2 separate regions of the Anas platyrhynchos genome follow, and region 1 is linked to region 2. The links are chromatin contacts, called in public Hi-C maps. All regions are on one chromosome and are shown on one strand. The core of a region is the stretch at or near the end of the contact, and the rest is flanking DNA. Distances in the headings are between cores, read along the strand shown. Region 1 overlaps KCNE2 (potassium voltage-gated channel subfamily E regulatory subunit 2). Region 2 overlaps MRPS6 (mitochondrial ribosomal protein S6).

Region 1 (2,932 bases), core at 270-2,769, 130 kb before region 2:
GGGTCTGTCAAAATCTCATCCAAACCTAAAGCCATTAAGTTTCAACAAGTTGGTGATTTCCTTGTTTTGTTGCTGTTTCTTCAGCCAGCTGCCATGGTGATGGATCCAGTCCGGAGGGGGTACTAACACAATACTGCTGCTGTATTCTGGAGAGCACTGCATGCTCCAGCGTGGCAGTCTCCCTCTGCTGCTACTGCCAGCTGCTGCAAGGGTTTGACAGGAGCTCCTGGGTGCACATATGAACAAGTTAAAAGAGAGGTTAGCCCATGGTCATCAAAGCCAAGTGCCTCCTCAGGACTTGCTCTGATTCAGAAACCCAGACAGTGGCAACAGTAGATAAGGATAGGTCTGGGCTTGGCCCACTGGAGCTGATGAAGAATTATTTGCTGACACAGTAACCATGTGAGCATCCTTCTGGCTAGATGGTAAACCACAGGGAGTCTGGAATCAGTTGCCCAGGTTCAGGTTTGAGGTATGTAGTGTGTATTATGATCTACTGAAGATGGGGCCTGAATCTTGGAGAGGCTGCAGAAGTTCCCATGGAAGGGTTGCTGCAGCTGTAAGCACACTGAGGACACTGAAGTGTATGGATGAGGCCAACTTTTATGGGAATAACTCTGCCACTTAGGTTAGCACTCACAGAGAGACACTTGCACACGTGGTTACTGTGCAGGCAAACCCCTAGATGAATCTGGTACCATTTACCAATGGAGCCAGGAAGAAGAAGGCATGCCTTATGCTGGCTGAAATGCACTTAGCCTTTCCTCTCAGTCTGGCTGAGAAGACGAGGGCAAAGTTATCAAGAATCAAAGTGCAGAAAACTGCATGGATATTCTTCCTGTTTACAACCTAGTCAGCGTCAAAGTTTGGCCGCCCAAAAGGCTGGAGCCGACGGCTGGGTAACCCTACGAGCTGGCACTTCTATTTACTCGCCTTTGCTAAGCCACAGATTCACCTTCACTCTTGCACTCTGACTATATCCAGACAGCAAAGGAGAAAGCCAGAGGCTGAGCTCGTGCACGTCAGGTGCCGTTTTCGGGAGTGACCACACCGTGTCCCCACAGAGCTGCACTTCCATCCCTCCATCCACCCGCAGAAAGGCTTCCAAGTGGTAGCTCATCTGCATGCCCATAAATACACCCCCCTCCAGCGCTGCTGTAACCCCTACTTATATGGTTAGAGCTGGCAGGAAAATAGTCCTGACCTTCAATTGCTACCAGTCCACTCAGTCCAGGCCCGGTGAGGCGAGTACATAAAAAAAAAAAAAAAAAAAAAAACAACATGTAAAGGTCAAAATTCAAGGTCTGCTGCTCATTACTAAGAAATAGCACCAGAAACCCTCCTCATTTGCATAAAACACTTCGTGCTGAGATCTGAAACGTCCTGAAAACAAAGGTAAGCACCACTAGCCCCATTTCACAGATGGAAAAGTGACCCGATTGCCAAGACCACACAGCAGGCACGCAGCAGACCTGAACCAGATTAGGCTCGTGGCTGTCTCTTATCGCCGCACTGGACCACACTCCCAAGCCTGTGCAATAAGGAGACAGTGGGGTTTTGTTTTCCCAAACTCTGGAACGCCAGAGGTTACTATCGTGTATCTGAAAGGGCAGAGCAATGTGGGCCGTGACACCTTACCTCCTTCCCTTGCCCTTTCAAACACAGCATGTCTCTTCAAAAGTTGGGCAATTCAAGGAGGACATGGGATCCTCTCATCTGCAGCCAGGCCTGCCACCCACCTGGTTGGTATTCAAGGGTGGGAGCACTAGGGTCAGATGAGGCCCATATCATCTTGCTAAAATGGGGAAAGGGGTGGGGAGAAAAGGGGGAATAAGTACATGTAGGACCATGGTTTCACAGTGAAGACCATCAACAGCCACCAGGCACACAGAGATCCCTGGCCAGACTGTTCACTGGGATAAAGGCAAATTTGAGAGCAGTGACGCACAGAGAAAAAGTTTGAAGGACACCTTCAAACCAAGAGCAAGAGCAACAACTTTCCATAGGGCAAGATACTTCTTCCTTGATTATAAAGACTTTCAGGAAGCCCACAGACAGGAAAGCCCTTAGATGAGAGGAAGATAACTGTTAATCCACCAGCAGATTGCAGCAGATTTGAAGGAAAGCTCACAGCTCTCAGAGTGGCATGTCAGCACATCGCTGTGACAGTAGGCCTCATCTCACTACAGGTACACCCCCAGTCAGCAATAGTTACTCTGTGGCTCAGATCATCATTTCTGGGCAGAAAGATGTAGGGCCAGACCACCAGCCCCATCTCAGCAAGGCGCTCGTGCCATGCCTCCACCTACTGAGGTCACATCACTAGCTCTTCCATCAGTCCATTTCGCATCAAGGATTCTTCAGCTAACCAGTCATCTGATCATTAGCCATTTTTTTTTGCTCCAGAAAAAGAAGGTAACCAGTGAGTCTGGTTTTCAGCAGTGTAATTGTACGTTGATGGCTCATGGTGGAGGAGCCCAATGGAAAGCCATGGGACACAGCCCCACATCTACAAAAGTGGAAAACCAGAGGATAAGCTCCTAGGATCAGATCCACACAACACAATGGAGAGAGTGAACACAAAGGTTCACTCTCTCCATTGCCACATAGGCCTTCAGCTTAGAGGCACAGCAAAACACAGAATCCTTCCCTGCACATGCCGTCCTAATGGAAAAGACTGTCTTACTTGGGAAAATTGCAGTTGCCCCACCTACCCCATCTCATGTGAGCAAGTTGCTTCAGTTTTGCCCCTAATGGCATAACCTGTTCACTGTCCATCCAGGCCTAAATTGCAGAGAAATCCTGCATCCTGCCTTCCCCAGCTGATCACAAGGCCACTGGAAGCTTCACACAGGCTATGGAGTGCATGAGGGAGAGCAAGTGGCTCTGAAGTGAAGTGGCATAGAGCAGCAGAGTCTACACAGTGACTACA
Region 2 (2,805 bases), core at 187-2,686:
TGAGGGGCCCGACAGCAAGAAATCTCCCTGCAGCCTGCCTGGAAGGAACCAGTCCTCCAGAAGAGGTGCCCAGCTGGCACGGGCTGTGGCCGAGCATCGCAGAAGCCGAGGGAGCGGTGCCAGTTCACGTCAGCTAAGGTGCTGCTCCTCTGATAGCAGCAGGAGGGCTGCTACGAGCTGCAGAAAAAGCTCACCTTAGCAAGGATTTGGAGGAAATATGGTGGGCTTGGTCCCCCTTGCAGATCCTCACACACAGAGCTTAATTTATTTGGAAAGCTGAGCTGCCTCTTATTTTCTGGAGACCAGTAAACAGGAGATATCACCTGGTTAACAGTTTAGGGAGAGAAACGAGCTTTAATCTTGGACAATTCAATAAAACTGCGGCATAGCAACTTCTGAAGGATGCACACCCCTTGAAAAGGGAAAGTCGCATCTTCTGTTAAAGCCATTAAAAGCCACTGGTAAATTTAACAGATGCCACTTCAATCCCCTCCTTTGGAAGAACCCTTACAAATTCTTAATCAGTTGCAGCTAATAAAAGGGACGACGGGGGGAGAAATTTGAGCTGATGATACACCACCACTCACCTGCCCCCTTCCCCAAGCAGTTGGTTCACAAGAGCATTCGTTCGGATTGCAACCTGTGCTCTCTGCCATCCCTTTTTATTCCCAGTTCTCCAGAATTTCATTTCATTTCTGCTTTCAAGTCATATGCTGCTTTTCATTGTGTTCCTAAAACGGCAATATTTTTTTTCCCCTCCCTCTCAAAAGGCTGCTTTGCAACTTTGTGCTTTCTCTCACATTAGCAAAGGGTGGAAATTTCCACTGACGCACTGTTGATAACTGAAGGAGAAGTGGGGGAAGGGAGGATGAGCTGTTGCAGCATATCTTTATATGACTCCTCGCAGAATAGGTATTTTATCTGAGGGTACAAAACTGCAGTCACTGGCGACAATGCCATTTCTTGAAACAACACCCATTCCTCAGCATAACAGGCAATGATTGCCTCCCTGTGCCAAAAGAGAAGGAAGGAAAAGAGGGCCAGCATAAAAAAAAAAAATATATTATTCTTTCATTAAAGAAAGAGCAGAAACTGACTGCTGCAAGCAAAACAACCAAATGCAATTGATAATGCAATTCCTGAGGAGATCTGGAGCACCTTTCCTCTAAATACATGCATTTAAATTAGCTGCCATCAGGCTGTGGGCTTTTTTTAAGCCCGCTCTCCATAAAGCATGCAGTAACCTTAATTTCAGCCGGCCATCTCTGACCCGACACACCACGCTGCCGCCACTGTTTGCGTAGTAAACAAAAGCAAATCCCAGCCAGACTCAAAGATGGGGAAAAATACAGGAATGCAGGAGGGAAACTACCTCATTCCTGCAAGCAAAAATGCAGAAGCGTTCAGGCTGCCCAGGAGTCAGCCGAGTCATCAGGGGAGAAATGCAGGAAAATTCCACTGATTCACTATGAGACCACAGTTATTTTTGTCATCACGCTCCACTGTAAATAGAAGGATGATTTAAATACAGGAGAGCAGCCTAACCACTGAAATGTACTGAAACAATGTGTTAATTGAAAAAAAAAAAAAAAAGAGGAAAATCATAGGATTTCAGGAAAAGAAGGACATGCTTTTGCATATGAAAAAAATGCTATGTTTCATGTATCCTTTTTAATACATCCAAGCCAGAAATCATTTGAATTTGAGTCCTAAGGTCCTATGGATGCTTGTATATTTTGCTTTCACATGGACAGTCTGTGACTTCAAAGAACCCTGAAAGGCACCTGGATCAAAACTCACTTTTAAATCCTCCTGGAATATGACTGTGAGGCTATGTTCAATGTACCTGAGGAACAGAGGGAAAAAAGCACACTTACAGGGGACTTGGAAGAGGCTGTGTGGTGCCATTGTTGTGCCCAGAAAATGTCTGTATGCTTAAAGATGATAAGCTTTAATAATAAACTCAATTAGCTATCTTTCCTTTAAATTTCTCCTTTACGCAGCAACACGAAGTTTAAGTAAGCTTCCCCAGTAGGAGAGTGGAAGATACAAAGGCAAGAAAATGTACAACTAAAGCATCCCAGAAGGAAACAAGAAACTATCTGGAGGAAAGCAAGCTGCAGTACTCTCATGGAAGTAGCTGGACAGTCGTTTTCTCCATGGTAATCCTCTGTTAATGAAATTGCTCTGCTACCAGAATGCCCACTTCATCTTTGGAACCACTGAGTTGCTCTTGAAGAGCAGTAGTTTTGCTTTTCTCTTTGGCTCTTGTGGTCACTATTCTTCCTTAGCAGGGCAGGTGGGTGAGTTTATGCTCAGAAGGACCATCATCTTGTAGCTGGAAGAACTAATACACGTGTTACTACTTCTAACTAAAACACTCCTATGGAATAGAAGAAAGACCTCTGAAAATCACAAGGACAGCAACGGAGACATTCCAGATCAAAACCAAAAGCCAGTGCTTTAGTAACTAGATTGTGCCACAGCAATGACACAAATAATCCACAATGAACCAATACTGGGGAGAAAAAAAAATACTTTTTGTTGTTGTTGTTATTGTTTTGTTTTTTTTAAAAACTGTGCACATTCTTCAGAAATTTCATTTGCCAAATTCTATACCCAGACGCCTGTTATTAAGCTAATTAAATAACAGAAAGACATTCTGCAGCGTTGCAGAAAAATTCTGTTTCACTGCAAAAGAGAAACAAGCCTGACCTACTCGGAGTGTTTGACAAGTCACGCTCTCTGGGCAGCATTTGAGATGTCTGCAAATTTGTTATGAGCACAGCTGCAGTTACACAGCAA

The links. Hi-C and Micro-C count contacts between places; a contact is called where the count stands out from the background.
Region 1: a contact with region 2 is called in a Hi-C map of liver, with 2.8 times the contacts expected there. The contact joins two enhancer-like sites. A contact is called at or near these places in 3 of 8 Hi-C or Micro-C datasets (liver, skeletal muscle and subcutaneous adipose tissue).

Annotation. Positions count from the first base shown.
Region 1 is chr1:111,283,583-111,286,514 of IASCAAS_PekinDuck_T2T, reverse strand. The region is part of intron 2 of KCNE2 (potassium voltage-gated channel subfamily E regulatory subunit 2); the gene reads right to left. Among named protein-coding and RNA genes, the nearest start is that of SMIM11, 21 kb to the left of the region's middle. Within about 2 kb of position 1,519, at least 5 of the 8 cell types and tissues checked have an H3K27ac peak or open chromatin away from gene starts, as enhancers often do.
Region 2 is chr1:111,150,737-111,153,541 of IASCAAS_PekinDuck_T2T, reverse strand. All of the region lies in intron 2 of MRPS6 (mitochondrial ribosomal protein S6), which reads right to left. Among named protein-coding and RNA genes, the nearest start is that of MRPS6, 42 kb to the right of the region's middle. Within about 2 kb of position 1,436, at least 3 of the 8 cell types and tissues checked have an H3K27ac peak or open chromatin away from gene starts, as enhancers often do.